Linked DNA regions of Mus musculus: region 2 is linked to region 1. The links are chromatin contacts, called in public HiChIP or PLAC-seq maps. All regions are on one chromosome and are shown on one strand. The core of a region is the stretch at or near the end of the contact, and the rest is flanking DNA. Distances in the headings are between cores, read along the strand shown. Region 1 overlaps Tango6 (transport and golgi organization 6). Region 2 overlaps Tango6 (transport and golgi organization 6).

Region 1 (4,348 bases), core at 800-3,299:
CTGAGATGAGCAGGGAAGTAAACACTGTCCTCATCCTTTAGAACTTACACTTGCGATGTAATTTACATTTCTAAAATGTCCCAAATTGTAAACAATGCAAGTCAGTGTTTCTTAGTATCTAGAGATGTAACCCAACATTTGAGAAGGCAAGACAGGAGGTTCTACTGTTCAAAGTCACCCTTGGCTACAAAGTAAATTTAATGCCAGCCTGAGCTGTCTTTCTGAGCCCCTCTCCCCATAAAAAAGGAGGTCTGGGGAGATGGAAATTTTTTCTTTCTAATTTGTAATACTTGTCCTTACATATGCCAGGCAAGTGCTATATCACACCACTAAACTCATCACACACCCCCATCCCATAATCAGCCACCAAACCCAGACACTATTGCATATGCCAGCAAGATTTTGCTGAAGGGACCCTGATATAGCTGTCTCGAGTGACACTATGCCAGTGCCTGGCAAATACAGAAGTAGATGCTCACAGTCATCTATAGGATGGAACACAGGGCCCCCAATGGAGGAGCTAGAGAAAGTACCGAAGGAGCTGAAGGGGTCTGCAACCCTATATGTGGAACAACAGTATGAACTAACCAGTACCACTAGAGCTCATGTCTCTAGCTGCATATGTATCAGAAGATGGCCTAGTCGGCCATCATTGGGAAGAGAGGCCCCTTGTTCTTGCAAACTTTATATGGCCCAGTACAGGGGAACGCCAGGGCCAAAGTGGGAGTGGGTGGGTAGAGGAGCAGGGCGAGAGAAGGGTATAGGAAACTTTCAGGGTAGCATTTGAGATGTAAATAAAGAAAATAACTAATTAAATAAAAAACAAAAACTCATCACCCCTGAGCTACGTTTTGTCTCAGTAATTGCCTTATCTAGACAGTCACATAAATGGAGTCATATGGCAATGGAGTCAGACCCCTGTTTTTTCTTTCCATAGAGAATTATTTTTTAAAGTTCTTCCTGACTATAACATGGCTAATTCCTTTTTTTTAAAGATTTATTTATTGGTTATAAATAAGTACACTGTAAGTACACTGTAGCTTCAATGTTTTTATCCATGTTATTTATTAACAACGATCAAAAAGTGGAAACAACTCAGCTGTCCAGCAGCCACCGCAGGAGACAAATGTGACTGTTCAGCAGCTGACTAATTCAGTGCCCGAGTAAACACTGGGAAACTCTTCAGACACTCCAGAAGAGGGCGTCAGATCTCGTTACGGAGGGTTGTGAGCCACCATGTGGTTGCTGGGATTTGAACTCTGGACCTTCGGAAGAGCAGTCGGGTGCTCTTACCCACTGAGCCATCTCACCAGCCCGGCTAATTCCTTTTTATAAATTATTTTTTCATCAGTTGATAAACAGCTGAGTTGTTTGTATCTTTAACATTATCTCTCTCTCTGTGCATGTGTATATGTGTGTTGTGCCTGTGTGTGTGTGTGTGTGTGTGTGAGAGAGAGAGAGAGAGAGAAAGAGAGAGAGAGAGAGAGAGAGAGAGAGAGAGAGAGAGAGAGGGAGAGGGAGAGGGAGAGAGAGAGAGAGAGAGAGAGAGAAAGAATATACATGCAAGTGTGTGTGTGTGTGTGTGTGTGTGTGTGTGTATACACAATCTGTAAGAGAGAGCCTGTTCTCTCTTGCCGTCCAGTGGATTGGTTCTAGGCTAAGTCAGTTCGTCACATGTGGTAGTGAGCACCCCCCATCTCCCATCTTCTGGGCCTGAGAGATTGCTCTTTGCCTCCTAGGATTCATAGGTTGTTTAGAATTTTTCAAATAATAGTAGAAATTGATCCTGTTGTTTGCTTTAGTTTTTACTTATGTGTGTGGGTGTTTTTTTTATGTATGTATGTTTTTTCTTATGTATGTATGTATGTATGTATGTATGTATGTATGTATGTATGTTGGTGCATCATATGTATGTCTGCAGAGGCCAGAAGAGCACTAGACCCTCTGGAACTGAAGTTTCAGGCAATTGTGGGTAACCATGTGGGTTCTGGGAAGTGATTGTGGATCCTCTGTCAGAGCAGCCAGTGCTTTTAACAGTTGAGCCATCTCTCCAGCCCCCCCTTGTTGTTAGCCTAAAAAAAAAGGAGTAGCCAGATAGTGATAGCACATGACTGTACTCTGTCACAGAGGTGGGGAATCTCTGAGGACAGCTTGGTCTTCATAGTAAGTGTCAGGACAGTCAGGGCTACACAGAGAAACAAATAAACAACAACAAAACAAATAAAGCCCCTAAAACAGAACAAAACAAATAAAAGGGAAGCAGAGTGCTGACAGACGTCAGTGATTCCCAGTGTTTACTCGGGCACTGAATTAGTCAGCTGCTGAACAGCCACATTTGTCTCCTGCGGTGGCTGCTGGACAGCTGAGTTGTTTCCACTTTTTGATCGTTGTTAATAAATAACATGGATAAAAACATTGGATTCTATCAGTCATCCTGAAATATAAGAAAGCATTATAGTTTTATCTATCTATCATCTGTCTATATATCTATCACTCATCTGTCTGTCTGTCCGTCTGTCTACTTTTTTTTTTTTTTTGACAGAGCCTTATGGACTCTCTTCTGACCTTAGACTTGAAGTTCAAGGATGGCCTTGAACTTCTGACTCCTCCCTCCTCCTCCCTAGTGCTAGGATTCCAGGCATATGTCCCCATGTCAGCTTGGTTTATGTGTTGCTCAGGAGTGAACCATGGCTAGGCAAGCACTCTACCAATTATTTTTTGTTTTTGTTTTTGTTTTTTTGTTTTTTTAAAGGCAGACACTATATTTAGCCTTGGCTAGCAAGGAACTCACTATGTAGACCTGCCTGGCCTTAAACTTACAGAGATCCACCTGCCTCTACCTTCCTAGTTCTGAAATTAAAGACGTACACCATCATGCCTGGCTCTCTAACAACAACAACAACAACAACAATAACAACTTCTTCTTCTTCTATATATGTAATTATATATATTTATTATTATTATCATCATTATTATTATAATATGTAAGTACACTGTAGCTGTCTTTAGACACATCAGAAGAGGGCATCAGATCTCATTATGGATGGTTGTAAGCCACCATGTGGTTGCTGGGATTTGAACTCAGGACCTTTGGAAGAGCAGTCAGTGCTCTTACCCATTGAGTCATCTCACCAGCCCCTAACAACTTTTTTTTTTCTTTTTCCAATTTTTTACTGGGTATTTTCTTTATTTACAATTCAAATGCTATCCCGAAAGTCCCCTATACCCTCTCCCCCCTGCTCCCCTACCCATCCACTCCCACTTCTTGGCCCTGGTGTTCCCCTGTTTATACTGGGGCATATAAAGTTTGCAAGAACAAGGGGCCTCTCTTCCCAATGATGGCCGACTAGGCCATCTTCTGCTACATATGCAGCTAAAGACACGAGCTCTGGGGGTACTGGTTAGTTCATATTGTTGTTCCACCCTCAGGGTTGCAGACCCCTTCAGCTCCTTGGGTACTTTCTCTAGCTCCTCCATTGGGGGCCCTGTGTTCCATCCAATAGCTGATTGTGAGCATCCACTTCTGTGCTTGCCAGGCACCAGCATAGCCTCACAAGAGACAGCTATATCAGGCCCTAACAACTTCTTAAATGAAGGTTTGCTGGTACTCACAAAAGCTAGAGGAGTGTGGAGCTGGAACCAGAGTTTTTGAAGATTCCTAATCTTTTGTACTTCATCTTATTATTGTTCTCAAGGTCTACATGATGCCTACACCCCCTCTTTCACACTGGGGGCTGGGGGTATTTCAAATACTTAAGTTTCATAGTAGCTTTATTTTTAGACTTCCTGACCAGTGGTTTCTTCTGTCAGTCAAAAACCAATATTCAGATTTATATCAGAGAACTTAGCAGATTGGTACTGTTATCTATAAAGAAGAGAATAATAGCCACTTCACAATCACTTGCACTTTTCAAGATTGCCCCGATAATTGTCATGTCAGAGAGATGGCAGTAGGTTGTGTAAAGTTACCACCTACTGAGTGCCTGTCAATCATAGCAACCCTGCAGGTTTCAGAATGAGGGAATTGAGGCTCAAAGATGTTAACTACCTGGCCCAAAGTGACATGGATACTAAGTGACAGGACGAGGATTTGAAAATAAGTCTCTTTGGTTCTAAAAGCCATGTGCCAGAGGCAAAGCTTGTGAGAGCCACAGTGCTGAGGATGCCTCAGCCCCAGCTGAGTCTCGCCATGCTCTCTACTACAGGAGCCCAGCTGCCTGCGGGCAGCGGTTCTGTCATAAACCAGCTCTATATAAGCGTGCCGATCTCATGATTCCTTGCTTTTGTCTTCATCTGCCCGTTTGACAATGTAGGGTGCGACTTTTGAGGTTCTCTCTGGATCTTTGAG
Region 2 (4,348 bases), core at 1,373-3,872, 66 kb after region 1:
CCCTCCCTCCTCCCCTCCCTCCTGTGTGTGTTCCAGCTTCAAACTCAGGTCCTCATGCCTGTACAGCCTGCAGTACCAACAGTGCTACCCCCAGCCCCACACTGCTCTGTTACATACAATTATTAGGTATGTATATATGGCACCAGTGCGTGCGTGTGTGTGTGTGTGTGTGTGTGTGTGTGTGTGTGTGTGTGTATCCGAGGACAGTGTTCAGGGGTCAGTTCTTCCCTTTCCCCTTTCTGTGGGTTTCAGAGATAGAGCTCAGGCCGGCAGGCTTCAGTAACTCATGCCTCCACCCATTTAACCAGCCCACAGCACCATGTTTTACAAGTAGATTCCTTTCTGAGATACAATTGTCAGGGCCTGAGTGCTAAAAGATCTGTTCCACAAAGGAAGGAACTCAGGCAGAATCAATCTCTCTCTCTCTCTCCTTCTCCCCCTCCCCTCCCCTTCCCTCTTTCCCTCTCCTTCTCACCCTCCCCCTTCTCCTCTCCCTTTCTTTCACTCCCTCTTCCTTTCTCTCTTCCTCTCCCTCCCCCCTCTCTTCCCCTTCCCCACATCCCCATCCCTCCCCCACCTTCTCTTTCTCTTTCCTTCCTTCTTGTGTGGGCACATTTCACACTCGGGTCCTCGTACTTGAAACTGGCTGTGCTGACTTCCCAGAGTGGACACTAGGTTTGCAGGGCTGGGTGGGCAGCAGAGGGGAAGGAGTCTCTCTCTCCTCCTAACCCTGTGCTGCACAGAGGCTTAAGAACATCTGGCCGGGAACTGACACTCCTTAGCTAGGTCCTAGCACCTACCATGACCAGTCCCTCCTTCCTCTGATGTGAAGTTCCGAAAGACGAGCACCTAACACCCTTTCCCTAGGTTTAGAGAGAATCTTGCATTTTGACCTTTCCTTTTTTCAAAAACTCCCTGGTTCCATCCATGAATTTCCAATCAGATTATGACCTTTTCCAGGAAAGCTTGTCTATACCAAACCTCTGCCACTAAATCTCAGCTTCTTCTTTTTTTTTTTTGATTTTCCGAGACAGGGTTTCCCTGTGTAGCGCTGGCTGTCCTGGAACTCACTTCGAGGCTGGCCTTGAACTCTGAAATCCACCTGCCTCTGCCTCCCAAGTGCCAGACTGCTCCTGAGGACTGTGACTGAGAGAGACAGTTGGAGGCCTGTAGGTAATTATGCAACCCTGATTCCTCTTGACTTCTCCCATCTCCCTCCTAGGTGACAGCCTGCCTGATTGCTGTGGCTAAGACAGACAATGATGTTCAAGTGCGCAGAGCTGCAGTCCACGTAGTTGTGCTGCTGCTTCGGGGACTCAGCCAGAAAGCAACAGAGGTAAGCCCGCCTCCCCTTCCTTCCGTTGTCCTGATATCCAGTCTTCTTGTACAGGTCCAGCTCAACCCTTTTCTTAGATATGAGCTGGTCAACAGAGTTTTCATCATTTGCATCTCCAGCTAGAGTCTCTGCAGTGCATTAGAGTTGCACGGTAACTGACTCAGGAAAACCACACAGGCTTACCGAGGCCCTGAGTCCTGGCACTCTCGCGGGGCAGGTTCCAAGGTGAGCTTGGAGTGCAGTCACCGTGCTCTGCAGTCTGAACTCTGGTGAGTGGTATTTCTGACTCACTCCGTTGTTCATGCTTAGGCACAAGAGGCTTCATGTCAGAGACTGGCTTCCTTGCCAGGCCTGACTTCAGTCCATACTTCCACTGTGGCACTTTTTTCTTCCTTCAGGGGGTTTGATTGGACCTCTCCCTGGTGTATAGCTAATATAGGAAGAAAGTTTATGCATCCGAATGTGTGCCTAGATCAAGTGACCTCAAATTAATTTCTTTCTTGCTTCTAATGGAACCGCCTTCCCAGCTGATTTCAGATAGAGCCTGCATTAATAATTCACTTGCTGGCACACACAGACTCATCTGTGGCCTGCACATCAGTATTTAACCAAACCTCCAGGAAGCCATTGTGAGAGTGATTGTTCTGCCACACAGAACAGCTTTATTCATGCTTATAGTTACCGTGTCAGGTTGCGGAGGCCTGTTTGTACATGTAGGCACTCTCAGTCACCCTCTTCCCACCTCACACAGCCATGCTTCCTCCATCAGTACCTCCTTGCCATTGTTCAGCCCGGCAGCTGAACTTCCAAAGGGCCACTTCCCTGATCGTCACCCTCAGCTGCGCCTCTCTGCCTGCCCGCCTTCTCATGCGCCCTGTCTGTGGTGCGGGTTGGCCTGAATGAGCTCATGTGGCATGAACTTGTTTTAAAAGCCTGACTATCGTGGCCTCAACAAGTAAGGATCTGTTTTTGTCAAGTCTCAGGAACCAAGGATAGCAGGAGAGACAGTTCTAGGCACATTTACACCCTTTGGGGGGGGGGGCAGTTTCCTAGAATCACCACCCCTACCCCACCCCAACTTACTTTTGTTTTATTCATTAGCCAGAATGCTCACCTAACCACTCCCCACTGTAAGGTATCTCCATGTTGCAGTTAGCTGGCACATTTCTGCTTGGAACAGAATCAAAGTTTAGTTAGCAAAAAGGAAGGCAGGAAATGGATATTGGGACTGTGGCTAATAGTGACTCAAAGGACGTGGGGAGAAGGGTCTGGCTGAGTCACCAAGCTTCTCTAGAGGAGCAGTGTGCAGTGATGGAGTTCTCAGGGACGCGTGCACCATGACCTGACAATTCATAGAATTAAATGAATTATAAATTCTCAACAAAACACAGCTCTTATGGAAAACCTGTTGTACACATGAGAATTAAGAAACATCTGTGTTAGGTGGGTGGTGGTGCACGCCTTTAATTGTAGCACCAAGGGGCAGAGGCAGGTGGATCTCTGAGTTCCAGGCTAGCCTGGTCTGCAGAGCAGCCAAGGCCACACAGAGAAACCCTGTCTCAAAACAATACAATGCAATACAATACAAGAGAAAAGAAAAAGAAAGGTTTGCTGTTTTCTGTCTTAGTTAAGATCCACAGGGCTGGGATGTAGCTCAGCGGTCTAGCACCTGCCCAGCACTCAGCACAGGAAAAGCCCTAGACTCAATCACCAACCACTCAAGAAACAACTTAGGCTAGGCTTAGTGTCAGATATTTAAAATCCAGCATTTAGGAAGCAAGGCCGGTGGATCATGAGTTTAAGGATAGCCTGGGCTACAGAGCAAGAGCCTACCTCAAGCACAACACAACTTGTGAAGCTTTTGGCAAATATATCATGGTCCCCGTGTTGTTCTTGTTGCTGTTTTTTTTTTCCTTTTGGGGCCAGGGGTTGATTTACATGTTCTAGTCTGCACTAAACTATGTCCCTACTCAATATCACTATTCATATAAATTGCTAATAACTGGGAAGATGGGGTGAGGGGAATATCGGGACTCTATATTAAAATCTTCTATAAGCCTAAAATTAATTAACAATAAAAGTCGGTTTAAAGGCTGGACACATGGCTCAGTAGTTAAGATCATGCGCTGTTCTTGCATAGGGCCCAAGTTTCATTTCCAGTACCCATATTAGTCAGCACCCTGCTTCCTGTAACTCCAGCTTCAGCCAGTAGGATATATATCTGACCTCAGGCACACACAGATACACATCTACACACAAATAAATAATAAAATATATTTAATATTAAGTTACAGCTTTGTAAGGAGAAATCTAAGCTCAGTGTGTTGGTTTACCCTCGTAATCCCAAAACTTGGAAGCTAGAAGCAGGAGGGACAGGGGTTAAAGTTCATTGTCTGCTACAGAACAGGAGCTCCTGGGCCGCATGCATTCAATGAAGCGGATCTCTGAGACTCTAGCTGTGGAGTGTAGCTTACTTGGAAACCTCATACTTCGTGGTTAAAGGCCCTGATTTTGACCCCTAAGGCCCAAAAAGAAAAAATTCTGTTAGTTCATGAATCCTTAGCAAGTGTGAGTTACAGTATGCACACATGAACACACACAAAGGAGAATGTGTATGTGTGTGTGAGTTAGAGAGAAATGATGGGCTTGCACAGTGAAAGATGAAGCGGAAACTCCAAGCCAGCTGTGCTGTCGTGTGCCTGTGATCCTGGCACTCAGGGGTTGAGAGCAGGAGGATCAGGTGGCTGCGCTGGCTACATGGCAAGGTCAAGACTGACATGGGTTACAGGAAGGGAAATGAACGGAAACATTATCCTGGTGTCTCTCGTCTGTAACTAGCTAATGGAAGCAGCACTCTACCTCGTCGAACAGGAATCAGCCTGTGGTCTTGCAGATCTTTGTCACTTTCAAAATGTGGTGTAGACAGGAAATGCCTCTCCTGTTCTCCAAGCCTCATTCTACTCGCACTCACTGAAACTTATAGGTTGTGCTTACGCAGTGAGTGAAGGAAAG

What was found. HiChIP or PLAC-seq counts read pairs in DNA pulled down with a chosen protein or histone mark.
Region 2: a contact with region 1 is called in an HNF4G HiChIP or PLAC-seq map of pancreatic cancer cells. The contact joins two enhancer-like sites. A contact is called at or near these places in 2 of 484 Hi-C or Micro-C datasets (the 4T1 cell line and nephron progenitors) and 3 of 115 datasets of contacts at active chromatin or transcription factors (embryonic stem cells, kidney and pancreatic cancer cells).

What each region holds. Positions count from the first base shown.
Region 1 is chr8:106,751,457-106,755,804 of GRCm38.p6, forward strand. The region is part of intron 14 of Tango6 (transport and golgi organization 6); the gene reads left to right. Among named protein-coding and RNA genes, the nearest start is that of Tango6, 71 kb to the left of the region's middle. Within about 2 kb of position 2,050, at least 11 of the 459 cell types and tissues checked have an H3K27ac peak or open chromatin away from gene starts, as enhancers often do. A contact at or near this core is called in pancreatic cancer cells, where this site is marked.
Region 2 is chr8:106,817,234-106,821,581 of GRCm38.p6, forward strand. It overlaps Tango6 (transport and golgi organization 6), which reads left to right. Exons shown (of 18, transcript NM_173037.1): 17 at 1,223-1,336. Among named protein-coding and RNA genes, the nearest start is that of Gm34197, 28 kb to the right of the region's middle. Within about 2 kb of position 2,623, at least 59 of the 459 cell types and tissues checked have an H3K27ac peak or open chromatin away from gene starts, as enhancers often do. A contact at or near this core is called in pancreatic cancer cells, where this site is marked.